Linked DNA regions of Mus musculus: region 1 is linked to region 2. Evidence: chromatin contacts called from public Hi-C data. All regions are on one chromosome and are shown on one strand. The core of a region is the stretch at or near the end of the contact, and the rest is flanking DNA. Distances in the headings are between cores, read along the strand shown.

Region 1 (4,342 bases), core at 659-3,158, 980 kb after region 2:
CAGTGGTGGCGCACACCTTTGATCCCAATACTAAGGAGGCAGAGGCAGGCGGATCTCTTGAATTTGAGGCCAGCCTGGTCTACAGAGAGAGCTGCAGGACAGCCAGGGCTACACAGAGAAACCCTGTCTCAAAAACAACAAAACAAAACAATAAGCCCTGGAGGGAGGCAGCTTAGCCTCTGTACTCTCAGTCCAATGCAATGCAATGCAAGGTGCAGAGCAACACCAGAGCTGAAAACGCCAAGACACACGGAGAGCTTTTCTGGCTCCCCCGCCCCACTTCCAGGGCAATACCAAACAGGACAGCACATCTCTTCAGACCACCGGCCCCATGGCTGCCGGCTGCCCCTCAACCCCAACATTCTCACCTCGTACCTCACAATGCTCCTCCCTCTCCGCCCCTGGAGGGAGACACCGAGGCTGGGGAAGCAATGTGGCTCCAGTTTCTTAAGCTATCTTTAGGGGACGCCCCACACTACCTCACTGACTGGGCTAGAGTGGTAAGGGTTCACAACTGACCATGACCTTCAACTATAGCTCCAATGTCAGCATCTTGAGGGGCTAAAAAGGACTGAGGCAGTGACTATCAAGCACTCAACAGAGGGACCTAGATATCCAATCCAATCAATCTCTCTCTCTCTCTCTCTCTCTCTCTCTCTCTCTCTCTCTCTCTCTCTCTCTCTCTCTCTCTCTCTTGTACACAAATGAGCGCACACCAACAATGGTAGATCTAGAGAGCAGCAGAGCACCTGTGCAGACTTGAAAAAAAAAAAAGAAGAAGAAAAAGAAAAAGAAAAAGAAAAGAAAAGAAAGCAAGCCAGCAGCATGGGGTGGGTGGGGTCAATTTACTGAGCTCCTATTGGTTGGATACGGTGAGCGTGGAGGTCAGGGTTCTTAGTCCTGACTCTAGGGTCTGAGAAAACACAGGAACAAGGTGAATGACATGGGAGACGGACCTGGGTCTTTTAGGGACATAAGGCCAGAGCCAAGACCCAGGATTCCAGGGTCACTAACCCTTTCTAATCTCCCCTGAGTCCAGAGAACACGTCCTCTCTAGGTTCCAATCAATACAAGCTGGAGGGGCCTGCGAGGCAAAACAAGCAGGTCCAGGCTGGGTAGTCTATGAAGAGAGCAGAGAGCTGACATGGCGATAGAGCATGACTGTGTCAAAACCTCTGGGTCCTACCCAAGTGCCACTATTAGGTGACCTTGTCCAGTTAGTCACTACTCGGTTTTGACGGTTCTCAGTTGATATGTAGGTAGTACAGCATGACCTTTTCCTTCACCATTTAAAAACAAACAAGCTTCAAGCCTTCATCTCTCCCCTCCACCCAGTGTAATTGTAGGTCGGGTGGAGAAAGGAGAGGGGGGGATAGGGCTGCCCGTAACCTCCGCACTTCCCCGGACTGCCAGCCATGTGCCAGCCGGGAAAAGATGGTTAGGACTTGACTGGCTGCTCCCAGAACACGAAACCTGACCCCTATGAGCTTCTCGCTGCCGTTCCTCGTCCGAACCAACACCCTCTCACGGCGGGCACGTAGTGCCCAGGACCCTGTACATCATCTCAAGAGCGCCCCAAACACGCCCTGCACTTTGCAGCTCTTCTGCCTTTGTGCGCAGCAGCGGAGCTCCTCGCTCAGCCAGCCCCTTCCCCCGAACTACAGCCAGGAGACCAGAACCACGATGCCCACCCTCCGGGCCCGCGCCTTGCCAGCCCAGAGGCGCGCTTGCCCCTCCCCCTACCTGCTGCAGCCGCCGCGGTCGCTGCCACCTTCACTTGCCTTTGACTTAGGTCCGCCCTAGCTCTGGCTCCCCACAGACCCGCCCTGGGCCCGCCCCCGGGCCATCTCCCTGCAGATCCGCCCCGACCCCCCATAAACACGCCCCGTAACTCGCCTGGGCTACCAGGGGAGGGGCGAGAGGGTGCGGCTTGGGAGCACACAGAGGTGATGCTCATAGGCTCTCTGAGTGCTCCCCATAAACCCTAAGCCGTGTGAAGTGGGGTGAGCGTGGGGGATCCCTTAAACCCCCAAATGGTCCCCACGCCCACATCAACGGCGCCCCTACTGTGACCTGGCTCTGCCAGGCTCACTTTTGGCTCTCTTCCTAGCCCCCCAGATTGAGTGGCAGCGACGGGTAAAGTGGGGAGACCAACCCAAGGTGCCTACGTCCCACGATTTCAGCTCCGCCCGCCCGGAAACAGAGAGCTAGATCAAGGAAGGGGGAGGTGGGCGAGGGCCACCGCTCAGACCCGGTCTCGGGGCAGGTATGGGTAGTGGTGACAGCGTGTCTGGAGACGGGGCGTCGAGGGCATAGGAATTCCCAACAATTGGGGTGCTGGTACCTCCTCAGCCGAGTCCCGCCGCTTGCTCTCCGACTGCTCCGTGAGAAGTTGGACAACAAGCAGGGAGTTGGGGGGGGGGGGGGCCGGGAAATGCTGGGGGCCGCTATAAATAGAGGATGAACGAAGGAGGGGAAAGATGATGGCCAACAGCGACTCCCGGGTCAAGGCCCCAACGAGGGGGGCGGGTAGAGGAGGGGCTGGGGACCCCCCAAGGGCTCTGACTCCTGTGTAAACAGGCGCGGAGGCGGAGCTAACTCTGCAAGGGTGGAGTAAAGGGTTTGAGGAGGACTGGATGTCCTGGGCTGAGACCCAAGAGACCCTGTGGCTGAGGCGCTAACCCCTCCTAGTCCAACCCCGAAAAGGAGGGCGAGGTCAGCTCTGAAAAGCTGAGTGGCAGTACCCTGCTGCCGATGCCTCCTGAGCTGCTGTCTCCTGGGCTGGACCCTCGGTGCCTGGTGGGTTTACCATCCTATCCTAGACTTCCACAAGATTCACATCTGAGACACGTCCTCCCTGTGCTCTTTAAAGAAAGATTGCTGAAGTGGAACGGTTGATGGACTGGAAGTTGTGTTAAGCAACCAGATTGTATTTCCCCACTTGCCCTCGTTCTCGCACCCCTGCTCCCAGAATCAACCCTGCCCCATCCCCCTTCAGCCTAGTTCCAGACTTGCCATTTAGGGGGCTGGGCGCCAGGCCAGTTGAAAACAATGTCCAATGGAACCGGAGCTGCCAACTGCAACACCAGAGCAGACTGCTCCCCCCAAGACCCCCAGATTGCCCTCCCCCCTGCCTGGGAACTACCCTCACCACGCACAACCCCCCTCCCCAAGGAACATCAATGCCCCTTTCATCCCCACTTGGCAGGTCTGTTGGAAAAGAGGAGAGGCCAAGAGGGAGGAGGAGGAGACCTGGGTAGGCTCAAACCCAGCTTTAGAAAAGAAAAAAATAAATAAAAAATAAAAACCCTAGACCTAAAGAGCTTCCTATATCCCCCAAACAGAACCCCAAGTTTCCCTCTGTTCTTTTCTCCTGCTCCCTTCATAAGAGTTGCCCTAGAAACTGGCACAGAAACCTGGCATCCTAGCTTTCTGCCTAGCCCCTAGGTGCAGGTTTTATGCTCTCCTGAATGAGAAGTTTGCTGGACTTCAAGAGCAGAGCTACATATGAGTAAGATTTTTAGAAAGCTCTCAACAGCCCCTGTGGCTTGTAGAAAGCAGGAGAACCTGGACTGAGCACTTCAGCCTGCAGGCTTCATGTGTCTAAAGTAGACATACTTAGAGAGGGGGAGGGAGAGACTGGAAGGTTCCAGCATCTAAATCCGTCTCTGGGTCAGGATGACTCAGGGGGAACCTGATAACGGGCAGACACGGGGGCTTGGGGAAGTGGGAAATTTCCACTGAGATCTGTTTACTTCCTAGACCTAGGGGCTCTCTAGACAGCTCCTGAGGACACACACACACACACACACACACACACACACACACACACACAAAACTGCCTCTGCCTCATTGTTCTTCACTCTACAGGTTCAAGACTAACCCGAGTACAAGTATGCCAACACGGACAATATCTAACCGACTTTCTCTGAGTCAAAAGCAGTTTCGAACTATGCTTCAAGCACTTTCAGTGTACAAACCACTGGATGGACGACAGTCAAAGAAGGGAAATGTTTTTGGACAGTTTGTGATCCAGGGATTGAAGAAGCATATAAATATAGAAAAGGCCAGGGAAAATAATCTATAAGATCGGTGTATAGAGAACAAGTCTTGTAGCAGCCTCCACCGCTCTCCAGTGGGAGAGAAGAGCTTTTCACTTCCCCGGGATGGTTTTAATAACCCCTGAGGAAGAAAGCACAAATTGGAAATCCAGAAATACTTAAAGGTAATGTTTAGGGTACTCTAGCCATCATATATGCATTTACAAAGCACATTATTTAGCGTTCACACTCAATCTTGTTTTAACTAAAAGATTTCAGGGCCCCTAGCAATACTTCTGTAG
Region 2 (4,328 bases), core at 639-3,138:
ATGCCACCCACCACCCAGTCACCAGTACAATCCCTAACCACTTACACTTTTCTGCAGTGAGGGCATCGTGCCAAGGTTCGGTCTGTGAATTCTGTCCACTATGGAAAAAGAAGAACAGCCATAGAAAGAAGGCTCTCCTCCATGAGAACCCGAAAGCAGGGGGGAGGAGGAAATTCTTTTCAGGATTTACTACTATTCCTAGTACTTGCCTCCTCCAGGGTTTCCCAATATCCCTCCTCACCAGAAACGTGTTCTTGCAATGTCCACAGATGACCCTGACACCCATTGGCTGTGGCTCTGGACTCAGAGGTCCTGGATGCACAGGCCCTAGGTTGATGATTCTTTTGCTATACAGGGGGAAAAGTATGTTTTTAAAATTCTTAGTTCTATTTGGATCTGATGACACACTGCATCCCAGCACTTAGGAGGTGTAGGCAGGATGACTAGACATTCAAGGTGCTACTACACAGGCCTTCCTGCCTCCACTTCTCAGGTGCTGGGATTGAACACAGGCATGCACCACCTTGCCCAGCTCTAGATTTTTGTTTGTTTTTTTGTTTGTTTGTTTCCCTATTGCTTTACAACTTTCCTTACATATGGCCTTCTCTTCTTAGGTCTCTTACCAGTAGGGCCGAGGGCAGGCAATCCGCTGAGAAGTCACTTTGCAGATAAGGAGACAATTACAGGGGCATCGGACATACTTCTTTCCTGGAGGTGCATTCTTGATGGGCTAGAGAACAATGAATAAAGGAACAATGGGCATTTCAGCAGAGAAGCCCATTATCCCAGTCCTCTGCAAGGACATTACTGAGAAAGAGAATCAGACATTTGAGATATACAAATGTTGCCAGCAGAGTAGAGTGTGCCTGTGAGACTGGGGCAGGAAGATTGCAGAGTCTGATGGGAACCCGGGTCATTGTGAGATCGTCTCAGAAAAGCAGAGAACCCCAAAATACAAAAATCAAAAGCAACTGCAACAACTGCCAGTGAGAACTACACTTCAGGTCCAGGAAAGATCAAAAAGTGAGAGCTTGGTGAACGTTATTTTTAGTGAGTGGCTTCTAAAGAAATGGCTGCTGCAAGATGCAGGAACTGAAAGTTTCATGAACAGGGTGTTGAACCAGAAAGAGGATCCAGGAAACAAGGCCCATTCTGCAGATAGTTATAACTCACAGTGGCTTCGTTGCAGACACCACATTTGACTACATGCTGATGCATCTTGCCTTCCACGTTGATCGGAGACTGACAGACGCGACAGGTAATCATGGGGGCACTCCCACTATCCGGGCTAGTCAAGGGTGAGTAGGGGGGTGGGTCCTCTCCAGGCAACACGGCTGGATGTCCCTCAGGGAACGGGGGAAATGCTACGAAGAGGAAGCAGATAAACCCAAAATCATCATTCGAACACTTCCCACGGATGCTCCACGGACGTGGGGAACCCTCTGAGTAAGCTCGATCCGCTGCTCACAAAAAAAGCGCTCAGATCAGTTTCCTCAAAACCCGCTTTCAGGCCAGGCTTAGGCAGTGATTGCGGACCGAGGATGCCTCGCCCCGTGACAGGTGCCACGGGGCCACACCTGGCGCGGAAGCAGGCTCCGCCCCCTGACCCGATCCGCCCCTAGGCCTGCGTGCACCTCAGACCTCCGGCTTACCCTGGGGCGGGGCATGTTTACCGGCTCCGTACGGAGGTGCGGAGGGCGTCAGGCCTCCACCGGGCCCGGTCGCGCTCCCGCCCGGGCCCGCTAAGCCGTTGCCACCAGCGCCGCCATCGCCGGCCTCGGAGAGCAGCGGGGAGCGCTCTCCGTCTGCCGCCATGGCGACTCCCGCTCGGTCAGCGACCAGCTCCCGCCGCCGCTGCCACCGCCGCCGCCGCCGTCGCTACCGGGTCCCTAAGGCGCCTGCGCGCCGCGTTCGCCCGCAGCCAGTGCCGCCCCGCTCACGTGACAGGCTGGCCCCGCCCCTCTGCGCTGTCATTCGTGGACCTGAAACAGTTCCCGGTTTGTAAGGGAGCGTCCCTTCTCCATTGGAGAGAGACGTGTCACGTCACTGTCACATGGTCTTCCCGTAGCTGCTGAGTCCGTAAACACTGCACGTGACTCGAAGTTGTGCGAGCGATTGGAAGTGGGGCGGTCGCGCTACCTCCGGCCCAGGTGGGCGGCTGCCCCGCACGCGTCACGTGCGCAGCCTGTCGCGTGAGTCGCTCCTCATTGGGCCCAAGTCTCCCGTGGGACGTAACCCTATTGGCCCAAATTTAGCGCCAGAACGTGAGGGCGGCTGCCTTCTGGCTGGCAGGGCTGGTATCCTGGGCCGCGGGAACCGCCCTAAAACCTGGACAAGAATCGAAAAGCCACCGGGAGCTTGAGGGCTTAGCACGCTTGTCTGACTTGGCACAAGGCCCCCGAGTAGTGGTGATGTGGTTGCGTATGCCTGTAAATGCAACACTTGGGGAGATGAGTTAGGAAAGGGAATTCCAGGGTAGCGGAGAGAAACACTGAACTACACAAGGAGGATCAGAATACAAGAGGGCGGGGCACTGGGAAGATGCGTTAGCGGTTAAGGGAACTTTCTGCTCTTTCAAAGGAGCCTAGTTTGAGTCCTAGGGCCGATGCTACCTGTAACTCTACCTCCTGGAGATTGTGCACCCGGCAGCTACATACACGTGGCTTAAGTGCGTGGGCACACACACATATATATAAAATAAAAACGTCCAAAGTTAAAAAAACAGAAGGTCACAGTGTAGGGCTGTAATCCCAGACTATGGAAGATGGAGACAGGAGGATCAGACATTCGGGTTTGGCTAAGAGTTTGAGACCAGCCTGAGCTATATGAAGACTGTCTAAAAGCCTAGTGCGCATGCTGAGTCTGAGGCTGGCTAAAGCAAGAGGATCATGAGTTTGAGTCCGATTTGACTCACAAACGGAAATGAGAGACTGTTCCTGTAGGATGGTTATGGTGATGCTATCTGGTGAACTTAATGGTAACCATGCTGGAAGCCCTAGGTTCCCTTTCAGCGCCTAAAAAAGATAATAATAATAATTTTTTTTTAATTCTGAAAATGTGCTGTACTACCACTGCTACATCCACAGTCTTTAGTTTTGAGACAAGATCCTGGCTTGGAATTTGGTGATTCTTCGCAAACCTCCCGGGTAATTGAGAATACAGGCATTTGCCTCTAAGCATAGCTGTAAAATTATAATTAATTCTACAAGTGTCTCTACAAGGGTTAAGGTTGGAACCAACCTGAAAGCCCCTCTCAAAGCATGTGTGCAAGTGCTGTCTACGGAAGCTGCCATGGGAGAAAAGCAACTAAAACCCCCTACAAATCACAATGGCCAGCCCAGCAAGAGTGGGTTCAATAGTGTGGCACTTCATCTCAAGGGTAACCTGCTGGACTTTAGGCCTGGGATGGTGTGCTTCTGTCAACCTTGTCAACTACTGTGGCTGGTGACGTCATGGGCCCTAGGAGAAAACCCACTGCTGCTGCCCTCCTAAAACACTAAAATTCTGAACAGCATTCTAAATAAATACCTATATATATGTATCCACACGTCTGCCTGCTCCCCCCCCTCACACACACACACACTCTCTCTCTCTCTCAAATACACCATTAAAGAAGCAGCCTTTCCTCAGAGCAGATGGAGGCCACTACAGTGATCCACAACTGATCTAAATACCTCCATTGCTGAAATGAAAATTATCTTTTATTAGTGTCTCTCTCCACCGATGGAAGGGAAGTGCATCATTTTACTCAATTGATGTATACTGACCTGTCAGATATATACACATGTGTTTATTGATTCAGCTAGTGACTCAAATCCAAAGATAGTTTTGTCATATTTGGTAGATGAACGTCTTTAGACTTTGCTTAATTTTTGTCTTCAGCAAAGAAATTGTAAATGGAGGCTTTTTTGTTTTGGTTTGATTTTTTTTTTTTTTAAATAGGGTCTCATCCTTGAACTAGGCTGGTCTTAAATTCTTGGCAAGTCCCACCTCTCCTCAAAGGCCTGAGACACCATGCCTGATTCTAGGTTCTGATAGTTTTAGACACAGGTTTTTTTTTTTTTTCAGATTAGTTTCTACCATCAGACTTGTCTTCAACAACCCCAACACTCCCCAGCACATACTTAAAAAATGAGTCACAGCTCTGCAGACAACAGGCCAGTTTGCTGTTCTTGCTGATTTCTGCTATAGACTCTCAATTAGGTTAGGTTTCGCTATTTGGGCCCTTGCTATATATAGCCCCCCAAATCTATCCTTTTGTGATACGATACCTCCATCTTCACTAAAGTTGTGTTTTATGATAACTTATATCCGGTTCTAGCTATACA

Evidence for each region. A called contact is a pair of places that touch in the nucleus more often than the background predicts.
Region 1: a Hi-C map of uterus shows a contact between it and region 2. The contact joins the promoter of Ndrg2 here to the promoter of Pip4p1 in region 2. A contact is called at or near these places in 1 of 39 promoter capture datasets (hippocampal neurons), 1 of 484 Hi-C or Micro-C datasets (uterus) and 2 of 115 datasets of contacts at active chromatin or transcription factors (both in embryonic stem cells).

Annotation. Positions count from the first base shown.
Region 1 is chr14:51,911,580-51,915,921 of GRCm38.p6, forward strand. Ndrg2 (N-myc downstream regulated gene 2) reads right to left here and starts at 1,909. Exons shown (of 15, transcript NM_001145959.1): 1 at 1,744-1,909.
Region 2 is chr14:50,928,961-50,933,288 of GRCm38.p6, forward strand. It overlaps Pip4p1 (phosphatidylinositol-4,5-bisphosphate 4-phosphatase 1), which reads right to left and starts at 1,889. Exons shown (of 7, transcript NM_001033271.5): 1 at 1,653-1,889; 2 at 1,174-1,364; 3 at 624-730; 4 at 242-347; 5 at 46-98. The coding sequence starts at 1,815.